Regions from separate parts of the Canis lupus genome. Here region 2 is linked to region 1. Evidence: chromatin contacts called from public Hi-C data. All regions are on one chromosome and are shown on one strand. Each heading gives the region's core, a stretch centred on a gene start, on an enhancer-like site or on the middle of the called end of the contact. The rest is flanking DNA. Distances are from core to core; before and after follow the strand shown.

Region 1 (6,305 bases), core at 1,502-4,001:
CAGAACATTCAACCCACTAAGCCTTGACCTTTACACAGAAAAGGTTGGTAACGTTAGTCATCATAGGAAAGCTCCTTCTAGGAAACCAGGGCCTGCTTTGGGCTCTGCTCCTGTGTGCACTTGAGTCCTCCACCTTCTCTGAGTTGCTTTTTCTTCTCAGTTACCCCATAGGTAAAATGGGAATAATGATACTTGCCCTGAACTTGTGGTTGAGAAGGGAGCAATAAAGGGAGAATGGATATAAAATCTCCCTAAAAAGTTCAGAGTACAGAATATTTTTACATTTGAAGTCTCTGCCTTGTGACTCACTCCACCTTCCAAGGTCATCTGGGGGAAGGACCTTGACCAAGTTCATTTGTGGGTTGAGAATGGACCCTTCTCCCAGGGAACAATAGGTGTTGTCTCTTGCCATATCACACCTGCACCAAACCTGAGAGCAACCTGGCATTGTAATGGGCAGGGGGGAGGTGCTGGAAGAGCATCCTCTCCGGACACCTGTAGCTCAAAACTGCTCTCTTTCTCCTGCTCATCACCCTTCTCTTGGCCCACACCTGCACCTGCATCTTTTCTCACAGCTGCAGGGTCCTCATAGCTCTTTTTCATACATCAAGTGGGAAAAGAATAAGGAAAACAGAGAAGGGATCAAATTTCTACTCTTGGTTAACCCAAGGGGAGCATCCTGATCTCCAGCAAAGGAGGGAAGGACCTAGTGGGAGCTGCTGCTCTCTGCTCACCTCTTCTTCTTGGTTCTCTAATAGACTATGTTTCCCAACCTCCCTTGCAGGTATGTATGGCCATATGACTAAGTCATAGCCAGTGGAATGTAGGTGACTTCACCCATTAACAACCTTCCAGGCTCCGTGCTCCAGGCCGTTCCATGATCTTTTCTCTTTGTGGATGGTTCCATTGGCTTCAGCCCCCAGAGTGACTGTGGAAGCCTGGAGAGACAGGGCCACCCTTTTGACCTGTTCACTCATTCAGTACTGTTAGGTGAGTAAGAAATAAACATCTATTGTGTTTGAGCTTTTATACACTGTGAGCATACCTGTTGGAACGGTTAGCCTACCCTAATTTATACAGAGCAGAATAGCCCACAAGCCCTGCCCCCTCCAGGAAGCCCTTGCGCATCTCTTCCCCTTTTTCTACCCTTTCCAGCTCTATCAATTGCTATTTAATGGAATGTTAACTAAAATTTAGTCTAGGGACTCGTGTCTTTATTTTATGACATACCTAGCAAAAAAGATGCTTAATAGTCACCTGATAGATTTTCCCTGCTGTGCATTTCATGGGCAATCCTGCCTCTGATATTCTATCACCATTCTATTTCCAATTTCCATCTCGCTCCCTTCTTGAGGGCTTCTCTTACCACTCCATGCCACAGTGATCTGTCCTCCTTTCAAAGTTCACTGCACCTAAGGTCACCGAGACAACTTTTGCATTAAATGTCTTAACATTCTGCAGTGTAACTGAAAAATAATGATGCATTTAAGAGATGGGAAAGACCAAGTAGAGGAGAAAAAACTGGAAGAGAAAAGTCAAGGAGGCAGGCAGAAAACTTTGGAGAGCTCAGACGTCATGGAAACCAAGGGAAGAGAGCATTTCAAGGAGGGAACAGTATCAGGTGGTACCAAAAGAGTGGTTAAGTACGCTGTGGACTCCACAGATAAGCTTGGCGGGGTGGAGACAATTGGTTCCCTCAACAAGAGGTGTCTCGGAGAGCCCCAGCATCTGTGCTCAGGCTTAGGTGGGATGGAGAGTAAGAAGAGGAGACAGGAAGCATATATAACTCTTAAGTTTGGGGAGGAGAAGAGGTTTGAGAGGTGGCCAAGAGCAATGTGAGGTGAGGCAGAGTGTGAGATGGTTTTTAGGATGGGTGAGTCTAATGGGATGGGGAAGAATGGCGGGGTTGAGGGGGGGCTGAGGGAGAGAATGAGAGGTGGCCAGCAGCAGAGTCCCCGAGAAGTCAGGCTGGGTCACAGGTCCAGGACACAGGCAGGGCCTTGGACTGGAGGGACCCTCTGCCGTGACAACTGGTGGGATAGAGGAAGGATGCTTGTCCTTTCTTCCTTCCTAAGTGTTTGTTGGGTTAGGTGGCAGAAAGTCACGGGAGCCCTGGGCTGATGGTTCAGTGTTTTGTCAGAAAATGAAACTGGGTTATCTGCTGGAATGAGAGGAGCAGCCGGGGGGGGGGGGGGGGGGGGGGGCAATTCTCTCCCACTCCCAATATTGCCCATTCTGGGGGGGGACAGTAGGGTTCCTTGGCTCTCTCTCACAGCCCTCACCTCAGCTTCAGGAGCTCACCTGCAGTTTGACGTCAGGAAAAAGGTGGGGTGTGTCCCTGGGGCCCGTCGGGAGGTAACAACATTCCTTTACCTTCAAGTTCTAACTTCTCTGAAACCTGGACTGCTTCTCCTTCATTGTTCTTCCTGAACTCAGCATGGATTTAACCGGCAAATGGATGGCCTATTGTCCTGATGCAGTGATAGGAACAGAATTCATTTTGAGAAGCTTAGTTGTTAAAAAAAAAAATTCTTTTTAAGATTCAGCATGGTGTTTTCATAGGGCAGGTGCTCGCTGGCTGCGTTTGTCTCCTGTTCATGATGGGCATGTGGTTAAGGCCACTGGTCCCATGCCCTGTGGTCTGCCCCCAGACTATCCCTTTAGCTGGTCAAGGAATCCCAGTGCTTCCAGCTTTGGGAGCCCGGCTGGGCGGCCTCGCATTCGCCAGAGGGCGCCGTCGGCTCGCGGAGGCCCTGGGCCGGGAGGTGCGGCCGCCGGGCTGCCCACGGGCCCAGGGACTAAATCACCTTATCACTCCGTCCTCGGTTGCGGCGCAGTGGAGCGAGCCAATCGTTGCCAAGGCGCTCATCTGTACAAGCAAGAGAGAGGCGAACAAGATTTGTGACACTCTTCTTATTTCAGAGTGTCATCCTTGTGACAAGTATTTATAGAGAGGGCTGTACCCAGTATGTCCGAGATCCTGGAGATCCTGGAGAGTAAGTACCCAGATGAGTCATACTGCACCTCCAAACTTAAAGACCTTTTGGGGAAGTGGTACAATTAAGACAGGTCCCAAATAAATACAAAACAAAACAAAACACTAGTTCAGGCAGAGGTCAAGACTATGAGGAGAAGCAAGGGGAAGTGGTTGGGAGGGTTCAGGGAGGAGGATCTATAGTTTCAGATAGAGGAATAAGGATTGGGACAGGGAGGGGTTAGGCCTTAAAAGAGAGAAGATTTGGGCATCTGGGTGGCTCAGTGGTTGAGTGTCTGCCTTTGGCTTAGGTTGTGATCCCAGGGTCCTGGGATTGAGTCTCACATCAGGCTCCCCCCAGGGAGCCTGCTTCTCCCTCTGCCTGTGTCTCTGCATCTCTCTCTCTCTCTCTCTCTCTCTGTGTATCTCTCTTGAACAAATAAATAAGATCTTAAAAAAAAAGAAGAAGAAGAAGAGAGAAGGATGCATCATATCTCGGTTGCAACAAAACCTGTGGGTTTAACTAGTTCAGATTGTACATCTGTTACACCTAAATGATTGTCATCGGTGACAAGAAGGCAATATTCCCTGCCCTGGAGACTTCGCTCCTTACTCTTTAAAGGGAAATTAGAAGTAGAAATGGATTGACCAAATGTTCAGAATGGATTAGAGATATATAACCTAATTTGAACAGTCAGATAAAAAAGTGGTGGTGGTGGTGGCGGGGAGGCGCCTGGCTGGTTCAATAGCTAAGCAAGTGACTCTTGCTCACCAGGTCGTGGGTTTGAGCCCCACAATGTGCGTGGAGCCTACTTAAAATTAAAAATAAAAAAAATGGTTTCACTGAACAGTAAGATCAATTCTTCTGCTAAATGATGAATTAGCCACCAGAGTGCACAGAAACAGCTGTTTGCACTTGGTGCAGGTATCATAAAACTATATACCAAAGATGTATCTAATTGGTGTTAGGAGACAAGACTCAAGGATAGAGAAGTTGAGGAAGAATCGAGTCCTTTAGTTTTAAGGACTGTGTTTACACGTATCCCCAAAACCTAAGAAAGAACTCTGTGAATATCATAGTCCACCAAGAGTTATAATAAATCTCTTAAATCCTATTGTGTTAAGGCCAGTTAAGTTTGGAACCAATTATTAAAACATCATGGACCTTTGATTTACAGAAATTTTGTTTCCAAGGCCTTAAAGTATAATTGGAATTCTTATCATTAAATGACATTTCATTGGTTCTAATGTGACAGTGTAGGAAAACCAGTAAACTCCAACTAGGAAGCCTAAGAGTTGATTTGAGACCTCTAATTAATTCCTTCTTTGGTTATTGTGAAAAATTCCCTTGTGTGGCAAGTCCATTAACTTCTCTAGGTCTCAGTTTCCTCATTTCATAGAGGAATTTAATAAGAAAAAAGAATATCAAGAATCACACAGGTGATCTCCAAAATCTTGCAGCATGTAACAAATAAGTATTAGTTCTATTGTGTCCAAATGCCCCCTTGCTGTGGATTTGGTTCTGAAGTCGCCCGTAGAACCTCTAGGTCCTGTGAGATGAAATGTTCTGTTCTGAGAGAAGGGGAGAGGGCCTGAGGTGGCTGCTGGTTCTGATACAGGCTGGATTCTCTGTGACATCTCCAGTCTTTTGCATGCCAGTGGCCCAGGGCCAAGGGGGATCAAACAGTTTCCCTCTTTTTTTTTTTTTAATTTTTATTTATTTATAATAGTCACAGAGAGAGAGAGAGAGAGAGAGAGAGAGAGAGAGAGAGAGGCAGAGACATAGGCAGAGGGAGAAGCAGGCTCCATGCACCTGGAGCCCGACGTGGGATTCAATCCCAGGTCTCCAGGATCGCGCCCTGGGCCAAAGGCAGGCACCAAACCGCTGCGCCATCCAGGGATCCCCAGTTTCCCTCTGATTGTGATTGTTGTTACCTCTAAATTTCTTTTTCTTCTTCTTCTTCTTTTTTTTTAAGATTTTGTTTATTTATTCATGGGAGACACAGAGAGAGGCAGAGACATAGGCAGAGGGAGAAGCAGGCTCCCTGCGGGGAGCCTGATGTGGGACTCTATCCCAGGACCCCGGGATCTGCCCTGAGCCGAAGGCAGATGCTCAACCACCGAGCCACCCAGGCGTCCCCACCTCTAAATTTCTGTAGCACTTTCTGACTGTGCTTTTACCTATCATTTACTGTGTGCTGCCTTGCGTCATCTTTCTGCCCCTGATATTTGAGGACAGGGTCTATGGTGTTGTTCACTGTTCTTCACCAGATAGCCCAGTCTCCTCACCCCTGCACACAGGAGAACTTCCCAGTCCTGAAGTGGTTGGGGGTGAGAGGCCACATGACTGGTTCTAGCTAACAACCAGTGAGCAAAAGTGAGTGTCACTGAGCACATCCAGTGGACTAGTTAGGTGCCTGGATAAGACCCTTGAGAGGTTCTTTTGCTTGCCGCCTATGACCACCTAAGTTCCAGATAGTGACTTATCATGCAGGAGGGAGAATGATACCAACGCAGAGCAGAGCTCCCAGCCAACCTGCCATGGACTTAGAGCAGCGTGAGGAGAAACCTGTTATTTTAAGACCATGGGATTTGGGACTATTTATTACAGCAGTATGACGTGGCCCGTTCCGACTAATAAAGGGTCACTGTGTGTCATCATCTTTGCTTCTCCAGTGTTCCAAATGATGTGGGACTCAATACCAACTGCTAAATAAATGTCTGAATTGATCTTCCTAGTTCACCTGCTGGAATAGGAATCATCAGTTTATCTATTTGTCCTCCCTAGAGCACCTGCCCCAGGATTGAGAACATAACAGGTACATAGCAAGGCCCATGGATTAATTTATATACTTAAAAGTCCCAAGATGCAGGGCACCTGGGTGACTCAGTGGGTTGACTTTGGCTCAGGTGGTGATCTCAGGGTCCTCAGACCAAGTCCTGTATCAGTCTCCCCACACAGCAAGGATTCTGCTTGTCCCTCTCCCTCTGCCCTTCCCCCTGCTCGTGCGCTCTCTAAAGAAATAAGTAAATAAAATCTTTAAGAAAAAAAAAATGTCCCAAAATGCAGCCCAACATCACCGCCAAAGATGTGGTACATGATGTTACTTTCCAGACAATGCCTGAGGGAGTGGGATCCAGGGTCAAAGGAACTGAGGAAGGAGGAGCAGCAGGCCACCTCCTGCCTGCATCTGCCTTTAAGCTCTATGGGCTTACCTCTGATCCCTCCATCTCTTTGCAGATTCTGAGTGAAGCTTGGTCTCTGGGTCACTGCAACAGAGTTCAAAGCAGAGACAGGGCCAAAATAAGAAGACATGGCAGGCCAGACATA
Region 2 (6,305 bases), core at 2,088-4,587, 120 kb after region 1:
TCTAATTATCTATAGAGACATCTGATTAACTCCAAATGACATGCTCCATGCACGAGTCCCACGAGGGTGGGTTTGGGAAGGAACAGTTGAGAACCATACCACATTTCATTAGTTGGGTCCTGTCCCTCATGGCACCATCTGATTTGATTGAGAAATGAAAACATTGTAGGTTTTCCTTCCTCTTTTCCTTCCCCAGTAGCTTGAGTAAGCCACAGTTGGCTAGAGGGATAGGAGGATAAGCGAGAATTAGAAGGGATGGTCAGGGCCGAGAGAGAATACTGGATAATTCTTTTTCTTCCCTCCTGGAGCCCCACATGAGTAAGGGGCCAAACAGGTGGGCAAGAGAATGGATGTTGGCCATTACGCCATCTTCCCTGTTTGTCCCCATCGTCTGTCTGTGTCCTTGGCATGCCAGATGAAGGAAAACCCACCTCCACCTCTGGTTGTCTGCCCTTTCTCTGAATTGCTCTAGCAATCGCAGTCTCTTCCACACAGTTGAACACAAATCCTACACCTATTTTTTTGACCACTCTTTCTTGCATTCACATGCATGTCTGCTTAGCAGTAGATTCCAGGTGGCCTAGAGCTGATTGGGCATCTTTACGTGTCTGCATTTCCAGGGCAGGGCTGAGCCGCAGAGATTCATGGATCATCTGATTGTTGCTCCACTGCCACGTTCATCTCATCAAACCCTGGTTCCAGTGGTTGGCAGATTCTGGGCAATTTTGGCAGCAGAGCTGTGGGGCAAGATTTATGTTATTTGTTGCCATTTGTTGGTGAACTCGGCAATCCATCCAAATTTAAAATTCTCTAATCAGATTAGCTCATTTTTAATCATCTGGAGTCTGGCTGGGTTTGTTCTGTGTGGGAGCCAGCGAGGCCCAACTGTTGCCCTGACTTCCTTTGTACACTTGTGATGAAGGTCTTTTTCCCGTCGCCCACCTCGCGCCTTGAAAACTGTGAGTCAAGCTGCGCTTCCAGGAGTTTCTCTCCTTCCTCCTCATGCATACTTTGTAGTTGCCACTTTATCTGCCACCCCTTTTGTTAGGTTTTATAGCTTCACAGTCATGCCGCCTCCCCTCTGGCAAGACTGGAAGGAATGTGTGTGTACATATGTGCGTGTCTGCTTTCGTGGATATGTTTGCGTGCACACCCATGCACACGTATATGTGGGTATGTGCACATATATGTACACACACCTGTGCATACACACACGTGTGAGTTTCTGTATGTGTGTGTCTGAGTATTGTGCATGCACATAGTCATGCTCGTTTGCTGGTGAGTAGCCCCCCTCAGTGAGTGATATGGCATTGGAGTAGGATCTAGAGCCCTGACAAAGTGAAAAAATAACTTTTTCTGCATCCAGAGACCATAGTTTAAATTTATTTCACCTGTGGTACAGAACTGTGGAGGGATTCTGTTTCCTGAGTTTGTAAGTTATTTTCTCTTCAATGGGCCTTAACCAGTTTGCTTTTAGCATGATGTTTGTATTCTGTGCTCATATAGTTTGGTGTGCTTTGCTACTTGGGGTTGTGCCTCGGGTTTAGGATCGATTAACCTGTGGATGTTCAGCCTTCACAAGTGCGTACCTGTCTCCAAACCCTGAAATTCCAGCATCTTGGGTAAAGCTGTAGGAGGAGAGGGGAGGAACAGATAGATAGAAGCACATACGCAGCCCCAATCTCCATGCTTCTTTGCCCTTCCGGGGGTGTAGCAGGCACGCGCATACCCCATACCCAGTCACTCGGTCCCTCATATCCACAGTCCTGGATGCCCAGCTGAACGTTGATGCATGACCACCACAAAGGATTTGCAGTTCTGCAAAAGGTAGGGCTATGAAACATTCCCCTTCCCCTGTGCTCACAGGTCTCCTACCCCCTCTCCCGGGTGGCTCTTGTATAGAGGATGCCAGGCCCCGGCCTGGGGGTGAGCGCCAGCCCCCTTCAGGGTCCCAGTGGGCCATGTTCTGCTGCCCTCCCCATCCACAGAATTACATCTCTTCCCTGGGGTCAAGCCCCGAGCAGCCAGGCTCGAGCTAGAATTACTACACAGACTCATCGAAGGTGGAAATCCTGCTTCCTCTATCTGGAAAACACAACATTGGCTGTGGCTTTTTATTTTAGGAGTGTGATACTGCTCTTCTGTTCCAAAGTATGAGGATCACTCAGGCTTTTCACATGCACATAGATTGTAGTGTTTGAGTTGTATTCATATTCGGGGAGGTTGTAGCATTTGAGATGCACTCAGACGTATGGTGTCCCTGCCACAGTGCTGCTGGGCCTGCTGGAGGGACGACTGAGTGTCTTCACTGAGAGCAGTGAAGATGGCTTTAGCTTCATACCTTCGCAGGAGGACCAGGCTGGCACGGCCATGGTCCCGCCCCCAAACCCACAAAAACACCCTGTGATTTAGGCAGGCGGTAGTTATGGTTATCCTTACTTCATAGGTGGATGATGAAATTGAGACAGCGCGAAGCCCAGGGGCCAGGGTGCCAGCTCCCTAACCGCACCCTCCCCCCTGACCTGTAGGGCATCAGGGCCCCCCACGGCAGATTATTTCTTCCTTCCTAAAAATCCAGGCTGTTTCTTGCCACGCGGAAGACAATGAAATCCTCAACCAAGGGTGAAAAAAAGACCAACCAAATCAAAACAAACAAGGGCTTTTTTTTTTTTCTTCTTCTTCTTCTTAACACTTTTCTTAGGAAGTCATTAAGGAATTATTGAGCTGATTATGTGGGTGGAAATTATTTAAGTTCGGTCATTGTTTAGGCTGCCCAGTTTGGCTGCATTAGGAATGGGCTCCCAGCAACCACCCTACTGTTCTCTCCATGCTTGGGGAGGGCTGGGGGCCCCGCCCAGGTGCTCTCCTGTCCCAGATCCAGTGGCAGCAGTGACAATGAGGGGCACCCGTGTCCTGGGGTGGGGACCCGCTGGCCACGAGGGCGAGTGGGGCGCGGAGGTGGGAGAGGCCGTGGCTGGCGCTTGCCCAGGCTGCCGGACTTCCCTGTGTCGGGGAGCTAGAGGTGACCTGGGGGCCTGGGGCCGGGGCCGAGCAAAGGGAAGGGCTCCGGAAGGAGGCAGAAGCTGTTCTGCGGCTTCCCTGCAGCAGATCCTTTCCTGGCAGAGGCCGCGGGCCTCGCAGGCGCCTAATGAGGGGGTCCCTCCGGCAGTGGCAGCGCAGCGAGCGCGGTCGGGACCCCCGCGGCCCCGGGTTGACCTCTCGGGCACAGCCGCGTCCTGCAGAGGCGGGGGCCCAGGTCACCCCCCCCTCCAGCCGCCCCGTGTGACGTGGGCCCAATCCTGGCCATCTTCCCCTTCCTCCTCCTTTGTCTTTTCTCAGAACTTTTGTTCCGGTTTTGCACTGGCCTAAGACACAGGGGCAGTGGGGTGGCTCTGTCGGGGTGATTGGGGCCTGTGCGCTGCGGCCGCCCTGACCCTGCGCTGCGCCCCTTCCTCGCCCGCGCCGGCCTTGGCTGGAAACCTTCCCGGGCTCCCAGATCCCGAGGGTGCGGGCGGCGGAGAGGGGGAGCGGGCGGGTGACCCCAGCTCCCGGGGCCGGAGGCGGCCCCCTCCCCGCCCGGGGTCCACGGAAGGGAAGGCGGCCCCTCGTTTCATTCTCTGGGCAGCTCTCAGAAGGGGACTCTTTCCATCAGACAGAAGGGGAAACTGAGGCCCAGAGGGATTTGAGTGGCTCATTTCACCAAGTTAAGCAGGTACCTTGATGCATAGGGTGGGAATCAGCCCCCAGACCGGCTGGTGCCTGGGGAAGGGCTTCTTCAGAGGGAGAGCGAGGGCGAAGCCAGGGAAGTCAAAGGAAGTGAAGGAGGAGGGGAAAGAGAGGGGGGAGGTGGGGGAGCCCTGGTGAGGGACGTTCTCACATCTGCCTCTGGGGCTCTCGCTGAGGCTCCTTCTCCAATGAGTGCGGATCTGGTCACCTTGCCCCCGCATTTCTCCATCACTTGCAGTAGTCGGTGGCTTCTTACAGCTGGTGGCTCATCTTTCGGTCATCACGCCTGGTCTTGGGCCTTTTGGGGACACTGGAGACCATGAGAGAGACGGGCTCTTCCCTCAGTGAATTTGCAGTCTACACTGGGTCAACACGCTTGGGAGCACTAAGGCAGCAAAGGGTGGTTGACCGCGGGAGAAAAAAGCCAACATGTGTTGAGCGCCTGCCGCGTGCCTGGCACCATTTAGGACGGAGCCATGGGCTCTGAGGGACAGACCCCAAGAGGGGAAGGCAGTGAGGGAGGGTATCTCAGCGAAAGAAGAGAATGCTGCAGAATGTGGGACCCCACCCTGCTGTGGAAAGGGCAGAGATACGGAAGTGAGGGATGCTCTCCTGGCCACCTGAGTGCCTTTTTGCTGGGTGTTTGGAATCCAGCTCTCCTGAACGGCTGGTGGGGGGTGGGGTGACGCATCTGGGCTGGATACAACCTGAAAGTGGGGAGCACCATTCCCAGGAAGGCCAGGACCCCACCCAGTAATCTTCTTCTGGCTCCTCTGTCTCTTCCCCTTTGGGTTTCCTTGGGCATTGGCTGCATAGCCCCTGTGAGGGGTCCTGTGAGCAGAACTCCTTCCAGATGGGTCTTCCAAGGCCATGAGTCCAAGAAGATCTGCCTTGGCTCCTGCGACCTGCAGCCTGCCATCTCTGCCCTGTGATGGGTGAGCCAGCAGAGAGGCCATGTCACTGCCACCAGACGTGTGCCCCCAGGAGAAGGGTGCCCGGGCTGCAGGGGGCGGGGCAGAGAGGGGCTGGTGGGCTGGAGGAGACCAGGATCGCGCTTGCTCCTGGCCAGCCATGTGACTTGGGTGAAGATGGCTGGGATCACCACTCACTCTGGCACCAGTGGGTCCGATCTTCCCAGCAGCTTATGAAGGAGGTGCTGTCAGTATACCCCTCATGCATGTGAGGGCCGAGGAGCTCAGGAAATTTATGGGTGCTAGGAGGCCGAGCTGGGATTCGAGTCTTCCTGGCACCCAAGACTTTGTGCTAATGATTAGGGCACACCACACCGTCTCCCCAGTTATTACCCCTGGGCGTCTCCTGGAGCCACCAGGCCCCACACAAGGCACATTGGGTGGAATGCCTGACAGCTCCCTGCCGCCCCGGCAGGCTGGGCCCTTACCACCGTCCCCACCCAGCACAGCTCACTAATCTGAACTGTCGGCTGCCGATAGCCACATTGGGTTAGGAATAGAAATGCCCTGCTGGGCCCCAGAGCCCTCCCGTCTGCCACCACTCGTCTGGGGGACGCACCTGTGCACCTTGTTGGTGGGGCCTCTCTCAGAGGGGTAGAGGACTGGCCAGGGGCTTGGCAGGCAGCCTGGGAGTTCCAGGGCAGCCCTGCTGGGGCGCGTGGGGAGACCACCCCTGTGGCCAGGGCCTGTGGCTGGCTCTCAGGCTTCAAGACCTCCCCTCTGTCAGCTGCTGCCTCACAAGCCCCTGTGAGGGGATTTGACACGGGCCTGGCAGGGAGGCTCCCTGTGCCATCTGTAGCTTCCAGCCTTCTGCTGCGGAGGGGCTCCCTAAATACGTGTTGAACTGAGCCATGAACACAGCACGGGGCAGAGTGGAGGCAAGGGCCTGTACAGTCGGCCTTGGCACGCGTCAGGGATTGAGTGCTGCTGTTTTCCTTCTTTCCACCAAATTCTCTTCCCTCCCATCTCTCCTGTCTTCTTTCCATTGTGCTTTAAAAGCACCCTGGGGCCCCACCCCCCACCTCCATGGTTGTCTGCCTAGGGGAGAGCTGGGTGCTAGGACTCAGGCATGGATTGCTGTGACCCTACAGAACAGGGCAAGGTGAGGAGTGGCATTCCACCAGTGGGGGTGGGGGTTGGGGGTTGGGGGGGCATTGCCCAGGAAGACCGACAGGCCTTGGCCTCTGGCACCATCTGACCTCCAAGCCTGCTGCCCCAGAGATGAATCAAGCTGGGAGACCTGGTCACCCTGACCCTGGCTCCCCTCCAGAGAGGGCCGTCCACAGTGCACCCGCCTGCAGCCAGTGCACCCTTTCCCGCGTGATCCTGAGCGCTGGCCCTGCTCCTCCTGTTCCTGAGGCCGTCTCCAAGTCCAGGGTATCACGCGGACCCGAGGAAGCACAGTGACATGGTCCCAGCAGGGTGTGGTGAAGGAAGTTGTTTTTCTTAATGGTAAACAGGATAGTAAAACAACAATAGCAGTGCAGACACTTCTCAGTTATTTACAAGTGGCTTCATCTGCGTTCTGAATACTCCAGGGCTTTCTCCTCCCAAGATGGGATGGGTTCCCAAAGGGGTTAGCAGTAAGGGAGGATCTAAGATTTATTG

Evidence for each region. A called contact is a pair of places that touch in the nucleus more often than the background predicts.
Region 2: a Hi-C map of liver shows a contact between it and region 1, with 3 times the contacts expected there. The contact joins two enhancer-like sites. A contact is called at or near these places in 4 of 9 Hi-C or Micro-C datasets (amygdala, blood and liver).

Annotation. Positions count from the first base shown.
Region 1 is chr10:49,018,675-49,024,979 of UU_Cfam_GSD_1.0, forward strand. It overlaps LOC119876732 (a long non-coding RNA gene), which reads left to right. Exons shown (of 4, transcript XR_005365862.1): 2 at 1-43; 3 at 785-990; 4 at 6,216-6,305. Among named protein-coding and RNA genes, the nearest start is that of PRKCE, 8.3 kb to the right of the region's middle. Within about 2 kb of position 2,752, at least 5 of the 20 cell types and tissues checked have an H3K27ac peak or open chromatin away from gene starts, as enhancers often do. A contact at or near this core is called in liver, where this site is marked.
Region 2 is chr10:49,136,619-49,142,923 of UU_Cfam_GSD_1.0, forward strand. All of the region lies in intron 1 of PRKCE (protein kinase C epsilon type), which reads left to right. Among named protein-coding and RNA genes, the nearest start is that of PRKCE, 110 kb to the left of the region's middle. Within about 2 kb of position 3,338, at least 3 of the 20 cell types and tissues checked have an H3K27ac peak or open chromatin away from gene starts, as enhancers often do. A contact at or near this core is called in liver, where this site is marked.